Linked DNA regions of Zea mays: region 1 is linked to region 2. A link is a contact called in public Hi-C data. All regions are on one chromosome and are shown on one strand. Each heading gives the region's core, a stretch centred on a gene start, on an enhancer-like site or on the middle of the called end of the contact. The rest is flanking DNA. Distances are from core to core; before and after follow the strand shown.

Evidence for each region. Hi-C and Micro-C count contacts between places; a contact is called where the count stands out from the background.
Region 1: a Hi-C map of tassel shows a contact between it and region 2, with 2.3 times the contacts expected there. The contact joins the promoter of LOC103652719 here to the promoter of LOC100285663 in region 2. A contact is called at or near these places in 2 of 25 Hi-C or Micro-C datasets (ear and tassel).

Annotation. Positions count from the first base shown.
Region 1 is chr4:3,619,384-3,625,445 of Zm-B73-REFERENCE-NAM-5.0, reverse strand. It overlaps LOC103652719 (serine carboxypeptidase-like 50), which reads right to left and starts at 3,563. Exons shown (of 1, transcript XM_008679677.4): 1 at 1,844-3,563. The coding sequence starts at 3,409. The coding sequence ends at 1,844. LOC103652718 (AAA-type ATPase family protein) reads right to left here. Exons shown (of 27, transcript XM_008679675.3): 21 at 5,847-5,969; 22 at 5,687-5,770; 23 at 5,425-5,609; 24 at 5,143-5,281; 25 at 5,010-5,069; 26 at 4,750-4,854; 27 at 3,954-4,613. The coding sequence ends at 4,500. It overlaps LOC100192788, which reads left to right. Exons shown (of 2, transcript NM_001137981.1): 2 at 425-1,370. The coding sequence ends at 1,048.
Region 2 is chr4:3,362,709-3,368,703 of Zm-B73-REFERENCE-NAM-5.0, reverse strand. It overlaps LOC100285663, which reads left to right and starts at 3,745. Exons shown (of 1, transcript NM_001158554.1): 1 at 3,745-4,972. The coding sequence starts at 3,863. The coding sequence ends at 4,831. LOC103652713 (ATP-dependent DNA helicase Q-like 1) reads right to left here and starts at 2,643. Exons shown (of 10, transcript XM_008679668.3): 1 at 2,312-2,643; 2 at 300-676; 3 at 1-82. The coding sequence starts at 2,426.

The DNA.
Region 1 (6,062 bases), core at 2,314-4,813, 260 kb before region 2:
GGTAATGGATAAACAATTAAACAGAGTCGAGTCTTACCCCGAGAGGCTGCTTTCAAACCATGACCTGGTGACTCATTGAGACAGGTCTCACCACTACTCCAGGGCAGGCCTTGCCTTCTATTGATAGACATGTTTATGATGTAGAATTTGATCTATACACAGTTGACATGTGTTGGTGTCTGTTCCTTCAGTCCTCTCCTGAAAAGCTTCACCTGTCATGTTTGGATATTCTGTTTCGGCTAAATTCTTGACAGTTGGTTTTGGCATGTTCTGTTGTACTTATGATTCCAAGTAATACAGATGGCAGGAAACCATGACTGAATCATCATTCTATCCTGTTACATCTAATTTGTGAAACCGGCAGTTCTTTCTTCGGTTTGGTTATTGACACAGGATGGGGCAAACCATATCCTTTACTTTCCAGGGTAATGCTCTGGCCGCAGCCGGTGGTGGCAGTGGATCAGTGAAGCTGTGGGACACGGAGAAGTGGAAGGCGATCACCAGCCTCGCCGTCCCACGCCCGGAGGGAGCTCGCCCCGACAAGACAGGCAGCGGCAAGTTCGTCCTGTCAGTCGCCTGGAGCCCCGACGGAAGGCTCCTAGCATGCGGGTCCATGGACGGCACGATCGCCGTCTACGACGCGGTCCGCATGAAGTTCCTGCACCACCTGGAGGGCCACCACATGCCGGTGCGGTCCATGGTGTTCTCCCCGGTGGACCCGCACGTGCTTTTCACGGCCTGCGACGACTGCCACGTCCACATCTACGACGCCAGGGAGAAGGGCCTCGTCGGGGCCATGTCGGGCCACGCGAGCTGGGTGCTGAGCATCGACGCGAGCCCCGACGGCCTGGCGGTGGCCACGGGGTCGAGCGACCGCACCGTCCGGCTCTGGGACCTCAACATGAGGACCTCGGTGCAGACCATGAGCAACCACTCCGATCAGGTGTGGGCCGTGGCCTTCAGGCCACCAGGCGGTGCCGGAGTCCGAGCAGGGCGTCTGGCTAGCGCGTCGGATGACAAGAGCGTCTCCCTGTACGATTACTCGTAGGTTTTTGTTTCCTTATAAACCGTTGCAAATGCCTCTGTTGTACCGACCAGAGATTTGAATTCGGGCATGGTGGTTGGAAGAATTGTTGTACGCAGCACAGTAGTCGAGGTGTTAAATTGCAAGGAAAGAGTTTATTTCGTGTTAGTTATTGTACCCTGGGGTTGTTGACTTGCTTGGTTGCACCGAAAGGACGTGGACGCTGGTCGTCGGGTGGTGGTGTGCGTGCCTTCTTGTCTCGCTGCTGAAAGCTCGTTAATACTTGCACCTTTTGCATTAACAGGAGGCGTGGAACAAACTCAACTCCGAAGAGCTCTTTTGAACCAAATTCTGTGAATATAAATCACATTGTATGTCTTATTAATACCAACATGAATTGCCGGAGTGGCTCGCATTGTATGTCTTGTTAATACTGTTTAGCGTTACAGTGGACCACAGAAATTCGAGCTACACTTGCTGTTCAGCCTTAATTGATTTCTACAAAAAGGGATGCACACAATGTACAGATTGTACCATAGCTGATTTGAAATGTGTTTTGGTTTACTCAAATAGTAATATAAACCGATTCAAAAGCCAAAGATGCAAACATTAGTTATATGTCTTATTGAAATGTGGTTTAATAATGTGTGAATACGTGAGCTAGCTCCCGTCAACAGAATCCAACGGATTATTACGACGACACATCAATACCATCTATTTGTTTATTTATTTTCCAATACTCAACTGGCTTTATTTGCTATACGTGTAATACAGAAAACATCTAAATTAAATTCATGAAGACCGCGTCATGGGCTACTGCTACTGATAGATACTCGCATGGCCCCCACAAGACGCCTCATCGTATTGCTTTCCGCCGTCGCTGCTGAACAAGCCCTCGTCGAACACCCAGTTCTCGATCATCTCCTGCGCCGCCCGCCCCTGGTCCGCCGGCACCATGTGCCCGGCCGCGTACACGGCGACGTGCACGAGCGCGCCATGCTTCTGGACGTACCCGGCGAGCCTCCCTCGCTGTCCGGCCTCGCCGCCGCCGCCGCTTCCTTGGCGCCACACGGCGCGCGGGGCGTCCCGGAACGCGGCGAGCCCATCCCAGTCCAGCTCCCGCAGCAGCGCCTCCACGGACACCACGCCGACCTGCGCGTCACGGACCCCCTCGTACAGTAGCACGCGCGGGGACGGCGCCGGCGCCGGCGGCCCCCGCAGCAGCGCCTCCAGGTCCGGCTTGGCGCTCTTCATCACGTCGTCGTGCAGCGCCGCCACGACCGCGGCGCTGACGAGCTCCCACGGCGGCGCCGGCGCGTCGCGTCGCGCGCCCAGCGCCGCCCTCACCCCGGCGTCGTTCATGAACCCCGCGGCTCGGGCGCCGGCGGCCGTCAGGGCCTGCAGCGGCGACGACGCGTCGTCCGCTGCCGCCACGTCGAACAGCGACGGGAGCCCCGTGGCGTCGCGCAGCCACGACAGCGCGCGGAACCACGCGTCCACCGCCTCGCGCCACCGCCCCGCCGCGGCCAGCGCCGCCGCCTCCGCCTGCATGGCCGCCGCCTCGCGCCGCTGCTCCGCGCCGATGAGGCCCGCGAAGTAGAGGACGTCGGCGTGCGTGGTCACCTGCGCCGCCGGGTGCACGAAGCCGTTGCCGATGGCCACGCCGCGCAGGTTGATCCTCATCCTCGTGGACAGGTGCTCGGGGAGAGCCGGGTTGGTGCTGGTGGTGCTGGTGCTGGCCAGGATGAGCGCGGCGACCGTGGGGATGGTCTTGCCGGCGTAGCTCTCGCCGGTGAGGAAGAGCGGGCGGGCGCGGAAGGTGGCGTCGTCCGGCTGCGACGAGAGGAAGGACTGGAGCGCGGCGAGGACGTGCTCCGCCACGGCGGGCTGCGTCGTCGGGATGGCGGAGGGCGACGGCGCCGCGCTGTAGCCGGTGCCGAGCGGGCTCTCGAGGAAGAGGAGCCCGAAGCGGCGGTTCCACGCGTAGGGGTTGGGGCGCAAGCGCAGCGAGGGGGGCGCCAAGGAAGACGCGTCGGAGGAGTCGGTGTCGGAGTCGGCGGGCGAGGAGGAGAAGACGTAGGGGCCGATCTGGAGGAAGTTGCTGGCGAAGGAGGACAGGCCGGGCCCGCCCTCGAGCCAGACCAGGAGCGGCGTGGCGGCCGGCGGGGTCAGCGGGTGGGTGGCCTCGTAGAAGGCGTAGTACATGGAAGCGTTGGCCGCGGGGATCGGGAGGTAGCCGGACTTGGTCGGTAGCGCTTCTGTGGGGAATATGGTGGTGTCCGAGCCTGCAGCAGAGACCGCGGCGGTGGTGGCGACGAGGACGACGATGAGGAGAAGAGGAGCTGCCATTGCGTCTAGCTTGCTTGCCCGAACGCTTTGCACCATCAGTCCATCAGATATGTAACGTAGGTCGTGACAAAATCTTTGGCAAAGACGAAAGGATGACAAAAGACAAATGGGATATTGGATCACGTGACTTTTGACTAGCAGTTGATTGAATTTTTGGTAGCGTAGGCGTGAAGCATCAGTGTCTGTTCCAGTTACGCGGCGCCACGCTGCATTCCCTGCCTGTGACTTCCTGATGATGTGCCATCTATCGTCCGTTGGCGTCGTAATCAGCTGCCTAGAAACTATATTTGTATATATTGCACTGTCGGACTCTGTATTCTTTCCTGGGCCATTAATATGTGACACCAATGATTCCATTGTCTATGCATGGGCCATTAGAAAGAACCGAAGTGTTTACGTAAGAAAAAAAATGAAATCTGTGCAATGCACCGTTATCAGAATCCAAGTTCATTATGACAGAGAAAATTCATACATACCGAACCCATGCATTTCGCAGCCATAAGAAATGACGAAAGTTCATTATGCCGGACGTTTGCTCCCACGCATTTCGCAACCACAAGACGACAGGAGACGCATAAAATTTCACCTCACAATACCCAGCCCACTCGACATACACACAGATTTCGGCGGGCAGGAAAGGCACCTTTCCATAATTCTTATGTTGGCACCGATCCAATTTATCATCGCCGGTCAAGTACAAAAATTAAATATGTGTACCATACTGTCAACAACAGGACGAAGATGTTCTTATTTCACATCCCTTCATTTCGCATTTACAAGAACAAAGGCCAGAGAGTCCAAGAAGGACAGTGACCGCAACTTATGGGAGGAAGAAAACGGGGGGGGGGGGGGGGGGGGGGGGGGGGTTGGAGGAGGGCAATGGCGCCATTGTAATTCCAAATCTCAACTCTGTAACCTTGAAACAGCTGGCAAACCAACTCGACTCCGTACACAGTTCTAATTACACCAGGCGGCGGCGGGGCGGCGGCGGCTACTGAGGGAGGGGGAAGGAGCGAAAACTTGACTGGATTTAGGGCCATAGTGGGTGTGGTACTATGGCCGCTCTGTGTTCCTTCTGATCTTATGCCACGGCTGTGATCCTTCTGGATTCTATGCTCTCACCCCATCACATGAAGTAGCTCAGCGCTTTCTTCTTCCTTGACCCGCCTTCGCCGTACAGGTCGTTCCATTGAAGGAGCTCGTTCATGTTCGCCGAGTCGGACGAAACGCTCGCACAAACCTGCGCCCGACCAAGGAGAGATTAGGATGCCGCTCTAAGAAACAAGAATACATGGTTGCATACAAACAAGAACGTAGATTGCAGAGAAGGGTCGGGGGGAGGAGATGCGAAATGGGATCAACTTTGGTGTTCTCACCTGCTCATGGGCAGATTTGAAGTCATCTATGCTAAGAGGGCGGATGTCCTCGCTTCCATATAATGCAGGCTCCGGCCTACCTTCTGTTTTAGCCAAATTCTTCTCCTGCACACAGTGGAATTGAACGAGCCCAGCACAGTCATGATCTAGGCTCAACAGAAAAAAATGCATAATTCAAACATCGCCGCTCCCTGCTGCCAAGGATAATCATACTGCCAAGTGCAAACGGAGCAACCAGAAGCAGAGACGGCATTGTGTACCTTCTTTTCCTTCTCCAGAATTTCTCGGATGGGGTAATGCGCCGCGGTCACACACAGATTCTGAGAGCAACGAAGCCGGTGAAAACCATGCAGAGGGTTTTTCTATCAATGGCACGCGTAAGAGCAAACGTACCTTCAGGTCGCTTCCTGAATAACCATCAGTCATATTGGCAAGCGAGTCCATATCAACATCAGATCCCAGCTCTTCTTTTGCCAAAATTACTTTTAGAATTTTCTCCCTATTTGATGCATCGGGCAAGTTTACCATTAACCTGAAACAATGAGTAAGATGGTGATGAATATGGAACCAAACTATTGCTACCCAAAAGCAACGATTAGATAATCATGGCCCACCGAACAAAACTACAGTTATACAACTGGGTAATCCAGTCCCACTGAATGAAACAACATTTACCTGCGGGGGAACCTCCTAATCACAGCCTCGTCGAGGTCAAAAGGCCTATTTGTAGCACCAAGAACAAGCACACGCTCCTTATCTTTAGTGCGCAACCCATCCCAATTTACCATAAATTCATTCTTCATCTTGCGCATCGCTTCATGCTCCCCTGGATTTTCTCTCCTTCCTAGCATACTATCGACCTGCAGAAAGTCAAAAAAAAAGTTGGTATATACTGTGCCGGTAGTGGTTACTAAAGTAAACTTGTGTGCTTGCATACCTCATCAATAAATATAACACTGGGTGCTATTTTACTTGCTAGTGAGAAAACAGCCTTTACATACTTCTCCCCTTCACCAAACCACTGAAAGTTAACAAACCACTGGTTAGCCTTGAGACAGTAGTGAATCTCATCAGTTGCCCATTAGGTGAAATAATACCTTCGATGTAATGCTCGACATTGATATATTGATGAAATTAGCGCCTGCTTCAGTTGCTACTGCTTTGGCAAGCATAGTTTTTCCAGTGCCAGGAGGTCCGAAAAGCAATATCCCCTTGCAAGGCTGCAAAGAATGAATTGCGGAGGCAGTTATAAGATCTTGACTATAGTAGGTCAAGAAAATCTACAGATGAAGTTTTAAAACTCGACATATCTA
Region 2 (5,995 bases), core at 2,496-4,995:
TCCTTTGATGAAATGCAGCTGGAGGCATCTCTCTATTTGAAGTGGGAGTCGTTGGCTCATATCTGCTGGTTTCCCTAGTCACCTTCAAAATTTAAAATCGAAGAAGTTAAAATATCAACTAAAAAGTAACAGCAGAAAGGCAAAAGCGAGCTACACTTGTTTGAAAGCACAGGATGAACATAATAGCATGTTTTACATGTTGTCTGTATGCAAACATAATGTCATAACATCACCTTATGCAAACTAGAATAACGAGGATGGAAATGACTATTAGTGGAAGATCAGAATAAGTGGCCTACTGTGGATTTTGCTGAGCTTCGGGTCTGCATTCCAGAGTTTCTTGATTGTGTCTGCCTTTGCATACTACAAGACTTGTCAGGAAGGTTGTCCATTTCAAAATCTGAATCATCAGAGGCAAATTTGAAAGCTTCAAGATGATTCGGAGCACGTTGAGAGGACGAATTTGGCTCTCTGGATGTATAACGGCTGTCTATAGCAACTCCTCCATTGCAGTCAGGTACATTCTTCATCATCATATCATTCAAGTTGCCACATGCCTCGGTCTCAATCCCTTTGAGATCGTCCCAGTCATCAGTAGGTTGTGTGGCATCAGCCAGTGATGCAAGGAAATCATTGCCACAGTTGTCGACAGTAACCATATCCAGACCATCCTCCCCTGTAACAGAATAAGGAACCATATACCAAGTGATTAGGCATTAGAAATCCCAGTAAACAGTAGTGAAAAGGAAAGCAAGGTTGAGCTACACCAGAGCAAGTTGGCAGATTCGACAATATAAAGTTTTGCTTTTAACAAAGGAAGACAACGTAAGCATGCATCCACCTTTCTGAATACCTACAGTATGACCCCTTTTGTGTGAAACTCAACCTTGCACTCTTGCAAGCACAAGGCAACATAAAACGACTAACCAAAATTATATGTTTACTAGCAGTAATGGTGTTTTTTATTTTCCCAGCAGAGCAGCATGTTATAGATCGAAGCCTTCCATTTGCTCCTTTTTTTTCTTTCAGGATGACAGGTTACATTGTGAAGATAATGACATTATCTAGTTAGCCAAATACCCCCAAAACAGTCCCAGCTGTAGTAATATGCAAAACATCATACAGTAATTTAGTGGACCGAGCCATTTACTAGCAATATCTTCACAATTTGCAATAGATTTAAAGCCAACAGAAACTGAGAAACATAATCCCAGACAATAGACAAGATTTCCTTTTTTATCGTTTTAAATAAAGCACCAGGGCAGGTGCTGTTTGAGTTCCTTTTAGTCTGGGATCTAATCCAAGAGGTGTAGTTGCAGCCAAATGTTGCTCATCAACATCGGTGGCTGCCTTCTTCCTCGGGTCTGTATTCGGCCAAAAAATGCGTACAAGCTCTTCCATATTGGTGCAATAGCTTTTGAGCCGGACAAAAGAATATGGAAGACTTGGGCTCCTCCGTGTTGTAAATACTTCATCTGGCTGGCATCTCTCAACCGATGCTGGATGGCTGATCGACTAGCTCCTCGGGGAATGGATCACCCAGAAAGATGTCCCCTTTGTGACCAGCAGGACGAGACAGCGTAGCACATTCTGGTGGCTTGTGTTTTTGCGAGGGAGGTGTGGTTCAGATCTCTAAGCAGGCTGGGCCTCAACATGTTACTCACACGACTGATGCGGCGATGTTTCAGGAATGGTGGGGAGAGGCAGAAAGGAATGTGCCTAAGCCAAATAAAGAAAGGCTTTAATTCCTTTGTGAGTTTAGTAGCCTGGCAAATTTGGAAGCATATAAATGCTTGTGTGTTTGATGATGCTTTCCCAAACATCAACACAATCTTGCAGTCCATCCATGATGAGGTTCGAGAATTTTCTTGGTCGGGACAATATTTCGGTCTTTTATTAGCCATCAGTGGGTTGTGTGCGCCTTGAGTGCCGGTCCCAGGCATTATACCGGGAGGATGGTCTTTCCCTCTTCGACCGAGTTTTTTTTAATAAAGCACCGTGTCCTAGAATCTCAAACTGTGGAGATTGTCCAGTCCAGGTCCAACAGACATGTCAGTTTTTCCACGGTACTCCCAAAACATGCAGCGAAATGAGTTAATAGCAGGAAGCAGTGTATTTGTTCGCAATAGCTGAATCACCGTCCTCGTTATTCGCAGAATATCCCCCCGTAAGTTAGAGACCGCCGAGTCCAACGGGCAGGTACACAAGGCCAGATCGGAAGAGGAACGGGCGCGTCCATCCCAGCGGGCCCGGCCGGCCTGTGTGTGTGTGAGGGGGAGATAGAGAGGGGGGGATGGGAGTAGGTACGTACCGTAGACCTCGAGGAGGCGGGCGAGGCAGCTGGCGGCGAGGTCGCGGTCGAAGCCGGACTCGACTGCGAGGTCGAGCAGGCGGTGCTGCTCGCCATCCCGCGCACGTTGCTGCATCTCCGCGCTGGGCGCGGCAACCCCTAGCGTCAGCGCCGCCGCGGCGGAGACGGGACGGATACGGAACGGCGGCGGCTCTGGCTGCGGGCCTCCTTCCCGGGTTCCCCTCCCTCCTTTTTGGCGGGTTGGCGCGCGGGGGAAACTGGAAGAGTGGCTCGGTGGGGCACGGTTGGGACTTGGGACACAGCGGCGCGAATGGGTAGCAGTTGGCTGGGCCGGCGGGAAGAAGCCCAGTATATATATAAATAAGAAGGCTGCTAGTGGTGGTGGTGGTGGCGGCGCTGCGCCGAGAGGGAAGAATGGCCATGTAGGATCCAGCCGTAGAGCTGGGTGGGCCTGGTGAATTTGCGGTGGAGCGGCCCATGTGGTCCAACCGTAGGGCGATTTGCGGTGGCCCGGCCATGTGGAACGGAAGAGTCTCCATCGTGTTTCTTTTTTCCTTTTTGTGATCCACGTGTGAGATTATTATAGGGCAGGTTGGTTGGTGACAAACTCTTTATCTCTCTTCTCTACTATAGTTAAGTGTTTAACGAACAACAGATTTTGCAAATATTCTGAACATAAAAAAAACATAGCAAAACTGACGGGCGGCACCAGCAATGGCCGTGCCGGTGATGATGATGATGGGGCGGCGTGGAAAAGAGAGACGGAAACGGAGGACGCTGACAGGGTGGCAGGCTAGTAGGTCGTAGCTCAACTGTGCGCCGCGTCACTTGTACGTGCGGTTCGGGTTGCCCCGACAGGTGTCCGTCCCCCCGTCGCGGCCACCGGACAGTCGACGGACGCCTCCGGCCACCGGGGATGCGCTGCGGCGGTCCCGCGCACGCACGCACGCGACGGTCCTACTGTGGAGTCACGGATGGCTGTCGCGGCGAGGCCCGTCTCGGACCTCGCATCGTGATCCCGGCCCTGGATGACGACGGCCCATGGATCCGCATGCGCGCGCGGCAACGCGCAGCCCACGTGGGCCGGCCGGTACCAACAGTATTCAGTAGCCGCCCCTCCAGACATGCTAGTATACGAACGGCGGCGCTACTTCAACTGCGGCGGCGACTCACACCGTCGGAGGAGTCCACCGGCCACCTAGCAGGCTTGGGACCGCGGCTTAGGGTCCAGATCTGGTTATCCGGGCGGCGGGCGGGCACGCGGAATAATAATATCCTCCCACGAGGACACCCGCGGAGTCTGGTTATTACAGCACGGGCCCTGGCCGTGGGCGCGGGCCGGAGCCGCTCGCTATTCAGCCAAACCACGGGGGTTCCGCCCGCGAAACAACCCCGCGAGTTAAAAACTCCCACCACCTCCACGCACGCTCTCCCACGCTTCCCGTTCCTTCTCCCAGACAGACAGACTCCCCAGTCCCCACACACCACCATTTCCCCCCACTCCGCCCATCCGTCCGTCTCCGTGGCTCGCCTCCACGCCCCGTACCGGCGATGGCCGCCGAGGCAGCGTGCTGCGACGACAGCGCCTGCTCGACGCCCTTCGTGAGCGCGCCGTCCAGCCCCGCCCGGGACAGGGACAGGGAAAGGGACACCTACCCGTCCCACTTCTTCTTCAGCGCGCCGACCAGCCCCACCCGCGGCAAGGACGCCGCCGTCCCGGACCTGGACTTCGACTTCGACTTCGACTTCTCGTCGCGCTTCCCGTCGCCGTCCGCCGCCGCCATGTGCTCCGCCGACGAGCTCTTCCACAACGGCCAGATCCGCCTCGCCGCCGCGCTGCTGCTGCAGCCGGACGGGGACGCGGACCCGGACCCGGACCCCGCCGCGGGCGCGCAGCACGAGAACCAGCAGCAGGCGGAGGCGGCGGACGAGCGCGGGCGCGTGCGGAGCCGCTCCGTGCGGCGCAAGGCGCGCTCTATGTCCCCGTTCCGCACGCACTGGCGGTCCGCGTCCCAAGTCCCGGTGCCGAAGCCCGAGTCCGCCGGCGAGTCGCAGCAGCAGCAGCAGCCGGCGGCGGCGTCGCGCTCGTCGTCGTCGTCGTCCACCGCATCCTCGTCCGCCTCGTCCGCGTCGTCGTCCAGGGGCTCCCGCCGCTGGAGCGGGTTCCTCAAGGACCTGCTCCACCGCAGCAAGTCGGACGGCGGCAAGAGCAGCCACCAGCAGCAGCAGCAGCAGCAGCAGCCGCACTCCCACCACCACCACTGCGCTGGCGCTCCCCCAGCCGCGGCGGCGCCGTCTCCGTCCCCGTCTCCGTCTGTAAAGGTTGGGAGGGGCAGGAGGAGGTCCGCGCACGAGCGGCTGTACGAGGCGCGGCGCGCCGAGGCCGAGGAGATGCGGCGCCGGACGTCGCTGCCGTACCGCCAGGGCCAGCTCCTCTTCGGCTGCATCGGGCTCGGCGGCCGTAGCTACGGCATCGCCAGGGGGATCAACGCCGCCGCCGCTGTCTCCTCCAGGTCGTAGTGTGTGTCAGTGTGGGTGGTGGTGGTGGTGGTGGTAGTGTGTGTTCAGTGTGGTTACTCTTCAGTCACTACTGTGAACTAGTTAGTGGCAACCGTGTTTAAAAAAAAGGGCTTGTTCCAGTGAACCAACGATCTTCGCTTCTGTGTTTTAGTTGATAAACTGAAACTTGTATGTTCATCTGCGTGCTAAGTCAGGATTCTGCGGGAAGAAGAAAGCTCTGTTCTTTCTTCAGTAATCTAACAGGATGCCCGGCAGCACGGCATGGCATACGGCTTTTGCTTGACGCCTCGGTAAAGTGCAGTAGTAGTAGTACGTAGTAAAAAGATTCACAGAAGATATCAGTGATGAGCCTCGTCGGTCGTGCGCACGGCAGCTCCACCGCGTCAGCAACAGTCACTGCGTGCCCGGCCCGCCCTTGGGCGTGAGGATGATGGGACAACACCTGTCCTGCCCTGCCCGCCCATGCTGCCAGCCTCGCCTCGCCCATGGCGGCCTGTCCCACGCATGGCATGACGCAGCGCCGTCGTGTCGCCGTCCCTCCTCGCCACCTCGACCTCGAGGCAGGGGCAGGCGCAGGGACACTGGGACAGGGTGAGGTCGCCATGCCGTTTTGTTGGGAGCATATGCGGCCGTGCCCCTGCTCTGGGACTAGCAGCCTGGTTGCTACTGCTGGTAGGGACGGACGACCGATGGCATTAGCAGCCCGACCACCTTCCTTAAGTGCTCTGCTGCCCCCATCGGTTTAGGTTACTATTGCCACGGCACCAAAAAAAGAAAAAAAAACAAAGACCTCCAATGGCGAGCGCCGAGGGAGATCCAACGCGATCGGCCAGGGCGCTAAAGAAACAGTAGAATACACTGCGCCACTGATTCATTATTGCCCCGGCAGCGCCTGCATGCAAAAACCTCCATCCACATATGCTTTGCACTGCATCGTATGCCCCCCCCCCCCCCCCCCCCCCCCCAGCCCGTCTTCTCCGTTCGAGGAGGCGGTGTGTGCCGAGGTCAACGCCTGTCGCCCCCCGGCTCCGGCGCGGCGGCTAGCTTGGCCGGCCGGTGTCGCGCTCGCGCCGCACAACCGCCGCGGAGGCCAGGCGACTGCCCTGGCGCGGCCGCCTGGGTGCAGTTCGAACAACTGTCACTCTCTTTTTCCAAAAAAAAAAA